Linked DNA regions of Capsicum annuum: region 1 is linked to region 2. The links are chromatin contacts, called in public Hi-C maps. All regions are on one chromosome and are shown on one strand. The core of a region is the stretch at or near the end of the contact, and the rest is flanking DNA. Distances in the headings are between cores, read along the strand shown. Region 1 holds the start of LOC107871119 (probable apyrase 7). Region 2 holds the start of LOC107871118 (probable methyltransferase PMT23).

The links. Hi-C and Micro-C count contacts between places; a contact is called where the count stands out from the background.
Region 1: a contact with region 2 is called in a Hi-C map of leaf, with 4 times the contacts expected there. The contact joins the promoter of LOC107871119 here to the promoter of LOC107871118 in region 2. A contact is called at or near these places in 5 of 5 Hi-C or Micro-C datasets (bud, leaf, pericarp and 1 more).

The regions. Positions count from the first base shown.
Region 1 is chr5:204,211,645-204,215,586 of UCD10Xv1.1, reverse strand. LOC107871119 (probable apyrase 7) reads right to left here and starts at 2,098. Exons shown (of 4, transcript XR_007055519.1): 1 at 1,950-2,098.
Region 2 is chr5:204,010,248-204,014,306 of UCD10Xv1.1, reverse strand. It overlaps LOC107871118 (probable methyltransferase PMT23), which reads left to right and starts at 1,412. Exons shown (of 8, transcript XM_016717919.2): 1 at 1,412-2,287. The coding sequence starts at 1,415.

The sequences.
Region 1 (3,942 bases), core at 849-3,348, 200 kb before region 2:
TTATGGATATTCCAGAAGCTCAGAAATCAGTCATATCTATGGTCTATGGATGTCCCTTGCTTAGCTCTACCTATGTGAGCTTTGCATCGCCAGCCGCATGTCCAAATAAAGGGGAACAGTGGTGGTTAATTAATAACTAATGAACCAATAACCATAACATTATAAATTTTCCAAAAATAAAATTCTTTTGCACCCTAATTGTGAGGAATAGATATAGAGGGGGCTTTATATACCCAACCCCAAGTAGTATGCGACCGAGACTTGGACAATTGAAACATCTGCTATCTTCATTCATCCTAGAGTTTTACACTAAAAATACAAATACTTTACCTATACGGAGTTATAAGATAATAAGCATGCCACAACTGATAGATCAAATAAATCGAACATAAAAATACCACTCATCACGTCAGTCGCAGGCTTCTTCCAGCATATACAAGTTAAAAGCACATTTACATCATTATTCAAATTCGTTCATTCCGATCACCCCCCCCCCCACACACACACACCCCCACCCCCAAATCCAAATGTAATTCACATTCTTTTCACCAACCTCCTGAGGCTAAAACTTACAAGAGTTTCCAACACGTCCATCCATCAAAAGTAGCAGCAAAATCATACTCAAAAGAACGGAAAATCTAATCAGCACATTCAATTTTCAGTGCGGTTACAGATATTGGTTTGTTACTCTGTTCAAAATAAATCCTATACATTTTCATATCACATTAAAATAGGATAATCACATTCTTTTTGCTGAGGAAAAACTCGAAGAGTTCTCAACACGTCAATCAGCGCATTCAATTTTCAGCGTGAATTTGTTATGGGTCTCTTGATCTGTTCGGAATAAAATGTACACATTCATATACTACCTGAAAGTACGATAGTCACAATTCTTTTGTACTAACTAGATCTTCCGTAACAATGAACAACTAAAATTTCAATCAACACATTCAATTTTCAGCACGAATCTGAATATTAGTTTCTTCTAATACATTTATTTGTACACAAACATTAAAGAAGGATAATCACAATTTTTTGCAGTTAAAATACCACTATTATTAGTTGCAAAAAAATCAGCATTCAATAACTAAATCTTCCCTAACAATGAACAATTTAAAATGCAAACAGCACACTAAATTTTCAGTGTGAATCCAGATATTAACTCCTCAAACTGTTCGAAATAAAACGTATACATTTATGAGTTTAAGTTTTGCGAACCGTCAGTGTACAAAATATTCTATACTACCAGGTAAACTAGACTTGCTATTACAAATTACCCAATTTTTTCTTTTTCAATTTTTACGTAAAAAATTGTATAACTTGTACTGTAGAATATTTTATACACTGATGATGCACAAAACTTAAATTCTAACTAAATCTTCCGTAACAATGAACAACTGCAATTTCAATCACCACATTATATTATACTAATTTCTTAAACATTTATCTACTGCCTAAAAGTAGGATAATCACAACTTTTTGTAGTTAAAATTCAGCATTAAATAACTACATCTTCCTCAACAATGAACAACTACGACTATTATACTTTCTTATACATTTATATATTAATAAGCAATCACCAAAATTTTTTAAAAAAAAAATCAAATGTAGTTTAAAAAAAATCAATTTTTATTACAAAAAATTCAGCATTAAATAACTAGATCTTCCTCAACACCGAACAACTAAAATCACAAAATTTAACAAAATTTAAAAGTTACAAATCCTGCAATTAAATCAAAACAGCATATAATGTAAATATAAATTCGTAAAAATGCAAATGAAAATGAGTAAAATTTACTTACGGATCGGTGAAGGGGAACAAAAAACATTGTCGGTGCAGTAAAAAAATTAGTGTGAATCGTTTGGTTGTGGCGTTTAGATCGTTAAGAATGAAGGAGATCTGAAAGGAGATTTGTGAAGAATATAAGAACAAACAAACAGAGTCTTACGCGTTTGAATCACTCTTCTTACTTCTTCTTCTTAACCTCTTCTAAACCTTTTTTTTATTTTTCCTCAAAAAATTTCTTGAATAAAAAAAAGGTTGAATTTGCATTTATATTATTAGGGAAAATTTTTTTATCACTTCTGCCTTATAATATGATTTTAGTCTAATATTAGATTCTTTTTAGGGGGGAAAATTTGTTTTTAGTAGGAGAAATGATATTCTAACCTTTTATAATCTTCTTAAAAAATTTAATTTTTTTATACTTTCTTTGTTCGTTTTAACTTATCAAAAAATTTCTAATAATATTTATACTTTTAGTTGTCATTTCTGACATATCAAGAAAATATAATTTCTTTTTTTTAATTTTATCCTTAGTATTAATTATTTTTTTCAAATTAAATTTAATACACAATGTAAACATCATTTAAAAGAAATATTATGGTAAAATAATCATGTTATTAATTGTTTTTTAATAGATATGTCAAATCAAATTGTGACAAGTGAAAGCGAGAAAGTAAGAAATTTTGATTTTAACACTTATGAGAGTGGAAATATTATTTTCTTCTATTCATATTATATAAGATTGTAAGAGATCTTATTTTCTTGTTTTCTTTAGTCATTGATCCCTAATTAAGTTTACATTAGATTAATTTTAAATTGTAATTAAATATGAAAGATAAATTAACATTGAAAAATCATAAATAACTCATAGGTAGGTAACTAAACTTTTTACTAGAATTCAATTCTCATCTTATAATCTCCTTCCCTTTTTTCCTTCTTCTCCGATCCTCATTTACAACTTTTTTACACTATAAATTTGAACAAGTATCATCCATCCATTTCGCACAAGAACTTTATTAATGGCAAAGAACAAAAGTGTAATTTGCTAATAATAAAGATGTTGAAAGACAAAAAATAATGAAAGATACAAATTAAGTAAATTTGATACTGCAAGAACCAATTTCAACATTTTTTTTAATACGCATATAATCTCTCTCAAATTTTTTGCGTAAATTTTTTTCTAAGAGTTAAGCGATAATATAACAAATTTGAATTCTTCACTACACTAATAAAAATTGAAACACCATTACAATTTTAGAATAGTAGATGCTACACTCATTATTGAATTACATGTAATTAAAGGATAGAGGTAATCAATAATAACGGAATGAGAAATTTAGACTCTGAAAATCAAAATGAGAGAAATTAGACTCTTCTCTCAATAATATTATAATTTTAAACACTACAAACAATGATTTCTTTATGTGTAAACAACATAAATCCCCTAGTTAATGAAAGTAATTACACAAAATCTCATCTTGTTTTTTCTCTTCCGAATTTTGACAAATATACTCATACATTCGCCTAACTATTATACATTGGCGAATGTATGATGAAACATCCATTCCTAAATTTAAGGTGATTGAAATCATTAATTGTTTTACTTTTCCTTAATTAACGACAATAATTAGCTAACTAACTTTTTTGACCTCTGAAATCTGAAATCTGAAATCTTCCAAAAAATAGAATCATCCAATTGATTTTTATCTTTCTCTCTCACTATTTTCTCCCATAGTTTCAGATACTTTTCTTGCTTTCCCTTTTTTTTTTCTCTTTTTTTCTCATTTTATTTTTTGCACTCTCTTTTATCTATCTCCCACCGATAGGAGCTTAGTTGTAAATTCTTTTGATATATCATGGGCAATTTATTGTAAATATTACAACTGAAATGGGTATTATCAGAATCGGTTGATTCAGAGTCCTTTTTTTGGACTTAATAATTGTAATTTCTTGATTTTTTTTTTTTGTGGATGATATGAATGTGAATTGCAAAATTGTTGATTGCTTGATCACTGTGATGTTCTTTAGCTGATAACTTTTTGTTTTATTTTTTTATTTTTTTTTGGTTTAGCTATGTCTTTAACACTGTTCTATGAGAATTTCCTTTGCTTCTTATTAAAGATTGCAAAAATTAGGAAAAATAGTGAAATATTTTT
Region 2 (4,059 bases), core at 163-2,662:
GGAGGAATGAGGAAAGGGTGAAAGATGAGAAAAGGGTTGGGGATGGGGAAGGTGCTAGATGAGGAACGGAAATGATGGTGGACTGATGGAAGGGGTGAAGAACGGTGGTGACTAAGGGATGGGGTGGGGGACGATGGTGACTGGTGGATGGGGTGGGGATGGTGGTGACCGGTGGATGGGGTGGGGGACGATGGGGGAGGGGGTGGGGTGATGGATGGGGTGGGGACGATAGGGGAGGGGGTGGGGTGATGGATTGGGTGGAGGGTGAGGGTGGGGGTAGGGGAGGGTCTTTTTTTATTTTAAAAAAATATATTTTTTAGTTTTTAAAATATTTTTAAATTTAAAAAGCTAAAAAAATATTGAATATTTAAAAAATATTATTTTTAAAATTTTTAAAACTATTTTTAAATTTAAAAAGCTGAAAAAAGTTGAGTGGGGTGGAGGGGCTGGGGTGGGGTGAGGGAGTGGCTGGACTGGGAAGGGGGTGGGGGGTATATTTTATTTTAAAATTTATTATTTTAAAATTTTTAAAAATATTTTTAAATTAAAAAATTGAAAAAAAAATTAATTCTTTTTTATTTTTTTAATTATTTTAATATAAAATTGGCAAAAAAATTAATCCCCACTCGCACCCCAGACGATTGTAATCACTCTCCTCGTCCTAGTCAACATTTTAATGCCATATAGGCAAAATCAACGGTCAAAGGATTTAAAATATAGCTTTTTAGTGGGTTTAGGGGTCCAGATGACAAACATGTAAGTAAAAGTATACAACTTACAAAACCAACATAGTATAAGGGTCCAAAAGATCATTTTACCTTCTTATTACAATGAAATATCATATTAGTCTAATGATTAATACTTCCTCCGTTTAAAAAACAATGACCTATTTTTTTTTTAGTCCGATTTAAAAAGAATGATCCTTTTTTTTAGCAACTTTTTTATTTCAATTTTCCACATAACATGTTTAAGACCACAAGATTGAAAGGTATTTTGATACATTTCACATATCTTTAATTTAACACTATAAGATTCAAAAGTCTTCTTTATTTTCTTAAACTTTATACAAAGTCAAATTAGATTATTCTTTTTTGAAACACTGAGAGTATGAAACTATTGGATTGAGTATTTATGTTTATTCTTAAACAAAAAATAGAAGACCACCGTCCACCTTAGATTATCTAAAACATATACAAAAAACACAAAAAAAAAAAAATATCGGCAAACGAGATCGATATATAAAAGAGTTCTAGTGTATTTTGATTATATAGTCGAACCACTAGATTATAAAATTTACTATCACGAATATGTGTATAATTTGCACAAATAAAATTCCAAATTAATAATTCTAATCAAAAATAAAATAAACTAAATCCTATAATTAATCCCAAATTAATTATCACTCTATCTTTGTATGGTTATACCAAACCACATTAGATTCTCTTGTCCGCATATAATTCCACCCCACACACACCCTCTTAACTACATTTCAAAGAACATAACTCTGATCTTTCTTTCTTTTTTTTTGTTTTTGACTTGGAACAATCATTTGCCACCTCTCTGTTTCTCTAAATCCCTCAGATCTCACTGCAAAAGAAGAAGAAAAAAAAACAAGAAAACAAGAATGGCTATAACATCATCAATGAAGAACCTCTTGAAAATCCCATTCTTATTCTCCTTCTTCCTTATACTACTCTTCGTTACATTCATCCTCATTAACAACTCACAAAAATCCCCTGTTTTTTCCACCACCGACATTTCTCAGCACGTTTCTACAACATCTCATGATGATCACATATCGAACAATAAGAAGAATGATGAGGTGGGTGTTGAGAATCTTGATGGGAAAATGCGTCAGCAAAATGATTTAGAATCGAATAACACGAAGAATGATGAGGTGGGTGTTGAGAATCTTGATGAGAAAATGCCTCAGAAAAATGATTTAGAATCGAATGGCACGAAGAATGACGAGGTGGGTGTTGAGAATCTTGATGAGAAAATGTCTCACCAAGATTCTGCAACCCCATTTGTTCCCGTAGGTGTTAATTCAACGACAAAGTCGAATGATGAGTTGGGTGTTGAGAATCTTTATTGGAAGTTGTGTAAGGGTGTAGTTGCAGTTGATTATATACCTTGTCTTGATAATTACGAAGCTATAAAGGCGTTGAAATCGAGGAGGCATATGGAGCATAGAGAGAGGCATTGTCCTAAACCAAGTCCAAGGTGTTTGATTCCATTGCCTGATGGGTATAAAGTTCCAGTTCCATGGCCTAAGAGTAGGGATATGGTGAGATTGATAGGTTCTTTTGGTGGTAAGATTTGTTTTTATTATTTTGTTTTTAACTGTGGCATGGTTTCATGTTTCTTGTTTCTTGATTTGATAACTTTAATAGCAATTATTTGTTTCGGTGTCTATGCTTGTGGGAGGTAACAGGTATCCTGTGTCATTAGTTGAGCTGCACGCAAGCTTGCGTGGACACTAATGTTATTAGAAAAAGCAATTGTTAGCTCCTGTGTCATTAGTTGAGCTGCACGCAAGCTTGCGTGGACACTAATGTTATTAGAAAAAGCAATTGTTAGCTCGGTGGAAGCTAGAACTTAAAGTGGTTATAACTGTTAGATTTTACTGGTTATTCTTCTCGATATCTGTTTGTGGGAGGTAGCAGGTATCCTACGTCATTAGTTGAGCTGCGCAAGCTGACCTGGACACTAATGTTATATGAAAAAACAATTTTTAGTTCAATGGAAGCTGTATCTTATAGTGGTTATTTTCAAAAATACAAAATACTAGCTAAATACAGTAAGAATATCAAAGAACTAAGCAATTGGTAGCATTCATTTAGAGAGAGAATAATTGCAATTCTCATTGATTCATATTTTCTTAGCTTACAATGAAAGCAAATGGGAGTATTTATAGACTCCAAGTCTCAACTCACTATCACTCAACATGTGCACAACATGTGTTTGTTATAACTAACTCTAACCAACCCCTCACTCCTTTTAGCTTTATTTTCTTTAGCTAGATATTTCCAACACACCCCCTCAAGCTGGAGGGTGAAAGATATCGAGAACTCCCATCTTGGACAACAAAAAATGATGTTGTGATGCTCCTAGAGCCTTTGTAAGCATATCTGCCAGTTGGAATTTAGTAGAGAGGTACACTGGCTGAATTAGACGTTCTTTGAGCTTTTCCCTGATAAAATGACAATCGATTTCTATATGCTTGGTTCGTTCATGAAAGATTGGATTAGCGGCAATTTGCATAGCAACCTTGCTATCACAGTAAAGCTGAATTGAAGTAGGTACAACGACACCAAGATCCTTCAATAAACCAACCATCCAAATGATTTTTGCCACAGCACCTGCGATGCTCCTGTACTCGGCTTCTACTGAACTTCGACTTATAGTGCTTTGATTCTTGGATTTCCAAGAAATCAAAGATGATCCTAATTGGATTGTGTAACCTGTAATTGATCTTCTCGTATTTGGACATGATGCCCAATCCGAATCACAATAAGCAACTAACTCTGTAGCTGATCCTTTCTTGAAGAAAATTCCCAGACCAGGTGAACTTTTCACATATTTGATTATCCTTAAAGCAGCCTCCCAGTGCGATTTCTTGGGTTGTTGCATAAACTGGCTTAACAATTGCACTGTGAAACAAATATCTGGTCAGGTGATGGTCAAATAAATCAGTTTTCCAATTAATTTTTGATAACAAGAAACATCACTGAGAAGAGGATCATCTGTTTTATTGAGCTACTGATCATGCTCAGCAGTAGTGAGTTTGATGTTCTGCTCCAGTGGTGTAAAAACAGGTTTAGACCCTCCTAATCCAACATCAGCAATGAGGTCTAAGATGTATTTCCTTTGGTTTAGCAGAATTCCATAAGTTGATCTGTGAACTTCTATCCCCAAGAAGTATTTTAGCTTACCTAAATATTTCACCTTGAATTGACTATGCAAGTAGGTTTTTGCATCCTTAATCAGAGAAGGATTGTTACCTGTAAGCAATATATCAACATATATCACTAGAATCACAATATCATCACCCTCTTG